Linked DNA regions of Mus musculus: all the other regions are linked to region 2. Evidence: chromatin contacts called from public HiChIP or PLAC-seq and promoter capture Hi-C data. All regions are on one chromosome and are shown on one strand. The core of a region is the stretch at or near the end of the contact, and the rest is flanking DNA. Distances in the headings are between cores, read along the strand shown.

Evidence for each region. Promoter capture Hi-C pulls out the DNA fragments that hold promoters and counts their contacts. HiChIP or PLAC-seq counts read pairs in DNA pulled down with a chosen protein or histone mark.
Region 1: an H3K4me3 HiChIP or PLAC-seq map of embryonic stem cells shows a contact between it and region 2, with 43 read pairs. The contact joins the enhancer-like site here to the promoter of Hnf1a in region 2. A contact is called at or near these places in 16 of 39 promoter capture datasets (3T3-L1-derived adipocytes, the C10 cell line, the HPC-7 cell line and 10 more), 3 of 15 datasets of contacts at CTCF or cohesin (the NIH/3T3 cell line, embryonic stem cells and large pre-B cells), 14 of 484 Hi-C or Micro-C datasets (B cells, CD4 T cells, T follicular helper cells and 10 more), 19 of 115 datasets of contacts at active chromatin or transcription factors (bone marrow-derived dendritic cells, bone marrow-derived macrophages, craniofacial prominence and 12 more) and 4 of 9 other capture datasets (adipose tissue, liver, macrophages and 1 more).
Region 3: a contact with region 2 is called in a promoter capture Hi-C map of embryonic stem cells, with 4 times the contacts expected there. The contact joins the enhancer-like site here to the promoter of Hnf1a in region 2. A contact is called at or near these places in 4 of 39 promoter capture datasets (the 3T3-L1 cell line, the C10 cell line, cranial neural crest and 1 more), 1 of 115 datasets of contacts at active chromatin or transcription factors (the 230-238 cell line) and 2 of 9 other capture datasets (adipose tissue and liver).

Annotation. Positions count from the first base shown.
Region 1 is chr5:115,206,779-115,209,686 of GRCm38.p6, reverse strand. No RefSeq gene overlaps it. Among named protein-coding and RNA genes, the nearest start is that of Cabp1, 14 kb to the right of the region's middle. Within about 2 kb of position 1,581, at least 13 of the 459 cell types and tissues checked have an H3K27ac peak or open chromatin away from gene starts, as enhancers often do. A contact at or near this core is called in embryonic stem cells and forebrain, where this site is marked.
Region 2 is chr5:114,969,459-114,972,587 of GRCm38.p6, reverse strand. It overlaps Hnf1a (HNF1 homeobox A), which reads left to right and starts at 1,526. Exons shown (of 10, transcript NM_009327.3): 1 at 1,526-2,069. The coding sequence starts at 1,744. It overlaps Hnf1aos1 (a long non-coding RNA gene), which reads right to left. Exons shown (of 6, transcript XR_878697.3): 1 at 2,551-3,129.
Region 3 is chr5:114,793,521-114,796,527 of GRCm38.p6, reverse strand. It overlaps Ankrd13a (ankyrin repeat domain 13a), which reads right to left. Exons shown (of 15, transcript NM_026718.2): 7 at 781-847. Among named protein-coding and RNA genes, the nearest start is that of 1500011B03Rik, 19 kb to the left of the region's middle. Within about 2 kb of position 1,712, at least 44 of the 459 cell types and tissues checked have an H3K27ac peak or open chromatin away from gene starts, as enhancers often do. A contact at or near this core is called in adipose tissue and embryonic stem cells, where this site is marked.

The DNA of each region.
Region 1 (2,908 bases), core at 332-2,831, 240 kb before region 2:
GATGGATGCACAATACCCAGGTTTGGGGGGTTTGTTTGTTTGTTTGTTTGTTTGTTCGTTTTTGGTTTTATGTGAACCCTGGGGGATCAAGTCAGGTTCCTGTGCTTTTGGGGCAAACCCTTTACCAACTAAGCCATTGCCCGAGACCGGAACACTACTTTTGAAATATAAAGATGGGTCTCAGGAGTTACAGAGACAAAATTTGGAGCTGTGACGAAAGGATGGACCATCATCTAGTGATTGCCATATCAGGGGACCCATCCCATAATCAGCTTCCAAATGCTGACACCATTGCATACACTAGCAAGATTTTGCTGAAAGGACCCTGATATAGCTGTCTCTTGTGAGACTATGCCGGGGCCTAGCAAACACATAGTGGATGCTCACAGTCAGCTATTGGATGGATCACAGGACCCCCAATGGAGGAGCTAGAGAAAGTACCCAAGGAGCTAAAGGGATCTGCAACCCTATAGATGGAACAACAATATGAACTAACCAGTACCCCAGAGCTCTTGACTCTAGCTGCATATGTATCAAAAGATGGCCTAGTCGGCCATCACTGGAAAGAGAGGCCCATTGGACTTGCAAACTTTGTATGCCCCAGTACAGGGGAACACCAGGGCCAAAAAGTGGGAGTGGGTGGGTGGGTATGGGGGACTTTTGGGATAGCATTTGAAATGTAAATGAGGACAATACCTAATTTAAAAAAAAAGATGGGTCTCAGAGTGCATAGACATTTGAAAAGCTGAGAAATTTGAGTCGTTATCCTAACTCCAACCTTTGGATAAGTCCAAAAGAACACAAAGGCTCTTGGGCCTGATCGCAGTCACAGGACCAGGTGCTCACATCAGGCTGCGAATCTGCAGGTGACGAGGCCTGAGGGACCTCCCACTGTCCTTGGGACCTCAGTGGGAACTCCCAACCCTGGATCCACTGCTAGCATATGTGTGAGGGGGAGGAAGAGGCAGAGAGCAGAGCTTCCAGAAGCTCTGGGAAAGCTCTGTTGACTTCCCCGTGGTTTATTTAAAACAATGTTTTTGTTTTTGTTTTGAGATAGGCTCTTAAGTAGCCCAGGTTGGCCTTAAATTCACTCTTGTGGCCCAGGGTGACCTTGGATCTGACATCCCTGCCTTCTCCCCAGTGCTGGGATTATATGAGTATACCACCCTACCTGGTTTAGACTGCCCCTATATTTACAAGAGGCAGGGCAGGGTGCCCTCCTGGGGCCAGAAGGAACAAACAGGACCAAGAAGGGAAAGGGTGGCAAACGACCAGCACCAGGCCAAGCTGCAGGCCCTCCCTTCTCTGATGTTTGGCATTAAGAAGCCCGTGCTATGGGCCCAGCTGGGGAGACAGACATCCCCCACCCCCCACCCCCGCCCCCCGGGGAAGTGTAAACTTTGTGTAGATGCTAGGGATGGGTTTGAGGTCATTGAGGGGAGGGGTAGCGGGGGGGGGGGGGGGGGCGCGGCGGGCGGGGGGCGGGGCGAGCTGGCAGCAGGACCAGGCACCCCTAAAGGCCTTCCAGGCAGCAGCGGCAGGGAGGACTGAGAGTAAGACTGCTCAGAGGAGCCCGGCTGTGTGGAGGAATCTGGACTCGATCCCAAGAGCAGTAGGAAGCCACCGAAGCTGTGGCTGTGAGCGCTATAATCCTACATCACCGGATAACGTTTTCACTTCGTTTTCTGGTTGGAAAAAAGCTGATTGCCATGATGACTTTTTTTTTCTATGTAGGGTTTTTTTTTTTTTTCAGATGTAGAAAATAAGAAAGCAATAGAATATGTGTGTGTGTGCGTGTTTTCTTTCTTCAGATGTAGAAAATAAGAAAGCAATAGAATATGTGTGTGTGTGCGTGTTTTCTTTCTTCAGATGTAGAAAATAAGAAAGCGTTGGAATACGTGTTTATTCTCAGGGTTAAATGTGCCCAACAGATGCAAATTGCCTCGCGTTTTCTGTGTGGTCTATAAATGGCAATTCCCTTATCTTTTCCTCTAAATTCCATTTCATAATTTCTGCTATTTCGGGAGCACGGAAGGCGAGCCATCCTCCCTGCAGACTGAGGATAAATTTCACTAGAAGGACAATGAGTCAATGTGCCTCGTGATTTGATGGGTTCGGGGCATCAAAAAGGGGGTTCTTTGGGGCCGGAGAGATGGTTCAGCGGTTAAGAGCACTGTCTGCTCTTCCAGACCATCCTGAGCTCAATTCCCAGCAGCCACATGGTGGCTCACAACCATCTGTAATGGGATCTGGCGCCCTCTACTGGTGTGTCAGCAGCAGAATGCTAATATATGTTAAATAAATCTTAATAATAATAATAATAAAAAGGTTGTTGTTTTACTAACTTATTATACAAATAGCAAGCTCCTCCTGACCAGGAAACATACCTTTTGCTTTATAGATGTGAAATTTGCATTCAACTTTTCAAAATATTATTTTTAAATTGCGTGCATGGACAGTGTGCATGCATGTGAGTACAGGTGCTGACACCTCTGGAGCTGGTGGTATAGGGTATCGTGAGCCATCCAACATAGGTGCCGGGACATGAACTTGGATCTTCTGCAAGCTTCCTCACGATGAGCCATCTCTCTAGCCCCAACATTTTTTGGTTCTAACCTTTTGAAACAGAGGCTCTCACTATGTTGCCCAACCAGTTCTCAAACCTGCTTGCTCCGGCCCAAGGATTTATTATTATATGTAAGTACACTGTCGCTGTCTTCAGACACACCAGAAGAGGGCATCAGATCCCATTACTGATGATTGTGAGCCACCATGTGGCTGCTGGGATTTGAACTCAGGACCTTCGGAAGAGCAGTCAGTGCTCTTAACCGCTGAGCCATCTCTCCAGCCCCCAAATTCACCTTTTTTGAAAGTACATTTATTTCATAAAAATAAAACCCCAGTCCTA
Region 2 (3,129 bases), core at 277-2,776:
CATGTGGATGTTTCTAGAAGCCTTGCTCACTGCAGCTAAAACGTGGGCGGAACATAGGTAATTAGCTGTCTATGGATGCACCGGAAAGTGCCTGGTCTCCTTGCAAAAGTTCCCCACCCACCATTCACTATCGAGGGGATAAAATGAGATCTGCGCTCTGGATGGAGTGAACTTCCGGCCTCCATGACTGCCAGAGGCGGGGCTAGAGACCTGCATAGGAATGGGCTGCTCAGGAGAACAGTTTCTTTAGGATGATGAAAGTGTTTTAAATTGATCGATTGGTGCGCTGCATGCTGGGATATGCTTATGGCTGCTAACAGCTGCTGCATTTCAAAAGGCAAGAGGGCTGGGCAGGTGACAAGTCAGACTGCCTGGGTTCCACAGAGTGGAAGAGAGAGATAGCTGATTCCTGCAGTTGTTCCCCGACCTCCACACCCAAGCTGTCACACATACACACACTCTCGGGAACACACACACACACACAAAAAGATTTAAAAAATATATAAATGCTTTCATTAGGTAATACTGACAAAAGTAATACTTGAGAAAAATTAAAATGGTGTATTTGGGGCTGGGGTTCTGGCTCTTGGTAGAGCCCTTGCCTTGAGTATACAAGGCCCTGGGTTTGACCCCAGCAAGACTAAAAACTGGCTGTGGTACGGGTCTGTAATTCCAGCACTTGGGAGCTAGAGGTAGGAAAATCAGGAGTTCAAGGTCAGCCTGAACTACATCGTAAGACTGTCTCAAACAAACAAACAAACAAACAAACAAAAAACCCCAATACATATGTGTGCGTGCACAGACACAGAGAGATACACACACATACACACACACATAGATTAGATATACACACACATAAAATTAGATACACAGACACATACAAGACACAGAGACATACACAAACATAGATTAGTTATACACACACATATAGATTAGATACACAGATACACACAGACACACACACACACACAGACACACACACACAGGACACACACACACACACACGTTCTGGTTCGGATCACACAATGATAGGATGCAATACATTATAACCCAGTATCCTCAACACAGAAGTCTGAAGTGCTAAGACAACAGGGGTTTTTCCCCCCCTGGGAAGTCTGATGTTGGGCTAGGACTGAGGGTGCAGTGACCCACTCCAGGAAATGTGACCTGATTCTGCCCTGGAGAACCGGCCCAGTGGCCCAGAGCTTCCTGCTGTCCCAGCGGCCCAAAGAAACAGGCTTTTAAAGTTCTCCTGTGCCAGGCTGAAAGCATCCTGGAGAGTGGGACCCAGCGCCGCACCCAGAGGCCTCCTGGCTCCTGCTGCCTCTAGCCCTGCGCCCCTGGCCCCTCTCCACCTCCCCCACCCTCCCTTCTGCTCACTCCCAATTGCAGGCCATGACTCCCGGTCCCGGTCCCTCTCACCCGCCATGAGGCCTGCACTTGCAAGGCTGAAGTCCAAAGTTCAGTCCCTTCGCTAAGCGCACGGATAAATATGAACCTTGGAGAATTTCCCCAGCTCCAATGTAAACAGAGCAGGCAGGGGCCCTGATTCACTGGCCGCTGGGGCCAGGGTTGGGGGCTGGGGGTGCCCACAGAGCTTGACTAGTGGGATTTGGGGGGGCAGTGGGTGCAGCGAGCCCGGTCCGTTGACTGCCAGCCTGCCGGCAGGTAGACACCGGCCGTGGGTGGGGGAGGCGGCTAGCTCAGTGGCCTTGGGCCGCGTGGCCTGGTGGCAGCGGAGCCATGGTTTCTAAGCTGAGCCAGCTGCAGACGGAGCTCCTGGCTGCCCTGCTCGAGTCTGGCCTGAGCAAAGAGGCCCTGATCCAGGCCTTGGGGGAGCCAGGGCCCTACCTGATGGTTGGAGAGGGTCCCCTGGACAAGGGGGAGTCCTGCGGTGGGAGTCGAGGGGACCTGACCGAGTTGCCTAATGGCCTTGGAGAAACGCGTGGCTCTGAAGATGACACGGATGACGATGGGGAAGACTTCGCGCCACCCATTCTGAAAGAGCTGGAGAACCTCAGCCCAGAGGAGGCAGCCCACCAGAAAGCCGTGGTGGAGTCACTTCTTCAGTAAGGACCCCAACCTGTCCCCAGCACCCAGGAAGGAACTCATAGCGCCCCATTCTATGCTCCTGGCAAGCTTCACTTCCCGTCTAGGGGGCCTTAGGAGCTGTGGTCTTCAGGCTGGTGGTTAAGGGCTTCTTGCCGAACCTACCCCTCTGTTTGGCCCTACATACCCCGTATCCGTGGGCCACCTGTTTGCAGTCCGGCCTTTAGGAAACAGGGACAGGCCTGAGGTCACTTTGAAACAGAGGACAAAGGAAAGCCAGCCCCAAGAAAATGGTTGGAGAACTAGTGGGTGGTAGAAATCCTTCCCCAGTGTGGTCGTTTGTGCTCCCACAAATTCCACCTTCTTGGCTGGGGGGGGGGTCAGATCCAGGTTTGGGGCCCCAAAAGCCCCTGAGGAGGCCGGGCTGATGTTGGGCTTTTAGGGGATTTCCTGATCCGCCAGGGCCTTAAGCATCTGGCAGGGTACGCTTGGGTTTCTTACCTGGGGCAGATGGAGCTGAAGGTGGCAGTTTCCCTGCATGGCCAGGTGCTGCTTGCCCCTGACCCCAGCCTGGTCAGATAGCAGGGTTAGAGGCCTCCCCATACCAGACCCCCCTCTTCTGTTGTCTGGCTCCCCATCTCCTGGAGTGCTGAGTGGGTCCCGATTTCAATGCCTCCCCCGTCTCTCTCCTCAGCAAAGCCGTTCTGGTTACTAATTACCCACGCACGCCATTATTTCTTTTGTTTTATAAATTTATAAATAGCAAAAGGCTCTGATAAGGCCTGTGATCATTAACTTGTCGGGACGGTGGCGGGGAGATGCCCATTTGGGGGTGGAGAACGAACAGGAACACCAAAGTGAGGGAAAGGTAGCTTGGGGGCTGTGGGGAGTACTACCACCCCCAATTCCCCAAGCCTCCACAGTTTCCCTGAGATTATCGCCCGGCACGCTATTTTCTGTAGGGATTTCTGCTGTGCCTAAATCCCCATAATATAGAGATAACCGCCCCCCCAGAAGGAAGTGGTTAATAAACACGCTTTACAGTAGGGAAACTGAGGCTTAGACAGGGAAGGCGCCGTG
Region 3 (3,007 bases), core at 463-2,962, 180 kb after region 2:
CTCTAGACCGCCTGGGAGATCAGAGAAAACCGGCTGGCTTTCTACTAACAACAAGAGATTCTGGTTGCCAGAGGGAGCACTGTGCTGTCCATCAGGGCTGTGTGAGGGGTCTCAGTCGGCTGTGTGCTGACAGCTGCAGAAACCGCACTCTGCACCACAGCAGCTGTTTCTAAGTGCGTCTCGCTGAGTGTGATGGAGGCCAGCAGAAGACACTCCCTCCGTCCCTGCTGTACACTAAGGAAAGGCTAGCAAACGGCCTGTCCCCTGGCAAAATACCAAATGATACCACAGACACTGCCATTGCTACTGCAAGGTTTCCAGGCATTGAAGCAGCTGCAGCGATTGGGTTTGGTTATTTTGTTTTTTTTTGTTTTTTTTTTGTTTTGTTTTGTTTTGTTTTGGAGCCAAGGCTTAGAGTCAGCTAAAGAAATTACCTAAAGCTTAAATAACAAAGGATCACAGAAGCTATCTACTATATATCTTCTTTAAAAGAGAAAAACCGACTAAATATAATAATAATAAGTTTTTTTTAAAGAACCAAAAGAACGTCTCTCATCTCATTTCTGAACAGCCATAAAGCTACGGACCTGCTCAGAGCATGCTGTCCCATTTTCTGAAAAAAATCAGTAAGATGAAAGAGGGGGTAGGAGATGCCTTAGAACTTCCTCCCCAGGGACTGTCCGTCCGTCCGGCAGACCAGGGAAGCAATCAGAACAGACCCCTCATTTGCATAGCCGCTGAAAAGCTAAAGGGAATCTTAGTTGAAGAGCTTGCTTTTACCTTGGCTTCGTAACCATTGACAACTTCAGCTTTATCTGTCCTCCAGCCCCAGAATCCGGATTTAGTTCTGACAAAAGTGAACACCACAAAAATTTCCACATGTACAGAGGTTACCCCTGCAGCCCTTACAGGCCACCCCCGCCCCCGACATTAGTGAAGGACACTTGGAAATCGTCGTCCCACTGTCCACAAAACGATGCGACCAGTGACAGATGGCTTAGACATCCCCTCCCCCTCCCACAGTTATCAGTGTGCTGCACTCCAGGCAAAGAGAGCATCCACTCTTGGCTTCTGTTTCGGACCTGCCAGCACAGGGGGCAAAAGGTCATGACATCTGTTGGACGGCTGTCCTAAATAAATGAGTGAAGATGGCCCTTGTCCAAGGTCTTGCTTGCATGTATCTGGGTCATCTACTGCAGGCAAGGGCACAAGAGCCTCTCCTCCATCCAGGAATTCTCAGAACTGTGAACACACAGCTTCCTGCCCGCCTCTGGCAGAAAGGCAGGTGGAGTCAGAACCCATAACAATGTTGAGAGGCTAGGGAAGGTCATTAAAGCTTTCAAAATGGCCGGAGAACCACATGTTCATTGTCAGGCATAGCAAGGAGGAAGGACATGAAGAGTGGCTTTTCAACTCAGTCACTGATGGGTGACTTTTGAGGCAGCCCGGGTTGCAGCTACACCTGTAGCATGGGCTATGTGCTTAGAAACCCATTTCATCAGGGCTACACACTTCTAGGGGAAAGTGTATTCAGGATCAGAGGACAGCCTCTAAGTTCTGATTAGTTTTCTTTTATGTTTTTGTTTAAAGACGGGATCTTGCTATATGGGCCAGACTGCCTCTAACCTGTAAGCCTCTTGCCTCCAAGTGCTGGAGTTACAGGCAAGAGCTTCCTGCCACTCCTGGGTGTGACTGCTTTTCAGAGCAGCTTGCCCTGGGAGGAGCCCATCTGCCCGGCCTTTGTCTAGGACATCACCCTAGCTTTTCCTGGCACTGTGGAGAGCTGCCATCCGTCTGCCCTTTGCTCTGTCTTGTCACAGAGGAAGCTCAGAGGATGGTCGCAGGCTAGCCAGCTCACAAGAGCAGAATGCAGTTTGTAAAATTTATATTTCCATAACATAAATTCCATAGAAAGGAATTTCTAGTGGGATTCTAGTAAATCAAATCAGGCGACACACTGAGTTTTATAGATTGGTTTGAACCCATCATAAAAGGAAGACCCATGGGTGTTAATTTTCCTCTTGGGTGAAGATGACCCCACACAGCAAGAGATAGAGTCCTAAAAGGACTCTGGTAAAGGCTGGCTACTCTAGCTTACACTGTTCAAACAAGAACAGGGCACCGGGACTACACTCCTGACTAGCAGGTCACAGCCCTTGCTGCCACCAGTGACTAAAACCCCAGATGCGCCCGGGGTTAACTCCGTTCCATGCTGCACTAGTGCTAGGCAGACATACCCGCTCCTCGGCTGTCGTTACTTGCTCTCACACATCGCCATCGCTGCTCCTGCTGTTCTTGGCTGCCCCGCTCTGACAGCATCTGAGCTGGGAAGCTCAGACTTCACTATGTTAAACCCAGCTGTGACTCCCTGAGCCTCTGTCAGGTCTGTGTGCACCACAAGGCATCTGAAGACCACAGGACACCCAGCTTCCTTCTGCCTGTCCCACCTGAGACCAGCACACCAAAGGCCACGTAGCAGGGGCTGTGACTCAATATTATGAAGTTTAAAGGCGGCTCTGAAGTGGCAGGGATGTTGTTCTTGCTGCATATCATTCAGGAAAAGGACGGCCAGTTACATACCGTCCCCTGAAACTCACCAGGGAGGGTAGTGCTTTATAAGCATTGAATTCCTCGTATAGGCATGGGAAAAGGATGACAGTAACCATTGCAATGTGGCAAAGAACCTCGGAGAGAGCCTCCGCTGGAACTGATCATTCATGTGTCTTTGAATCTGCAAACCTCGCACTCAGGAGCGGCTCCAATCTCTACTTATTCCAACGTTCACTGATCACATATGAACATCATTAAAACAAAGCAAAAAAAAACAAAAAAAAAAACAAAAAAACCAAAAAAAAAAACCAGCTGTCTTTCAGCACCCTCGCCTCGGCCTACTGTCAGCTTCAGGAAAACCAGCTGGAGCTGGCTGTCTGAAAACCCTGTGACCCCGAGAATACACAATGTACCTCCGTCCTCGGTACACAGGGCCACACTCTTGTTTCCCATCTGC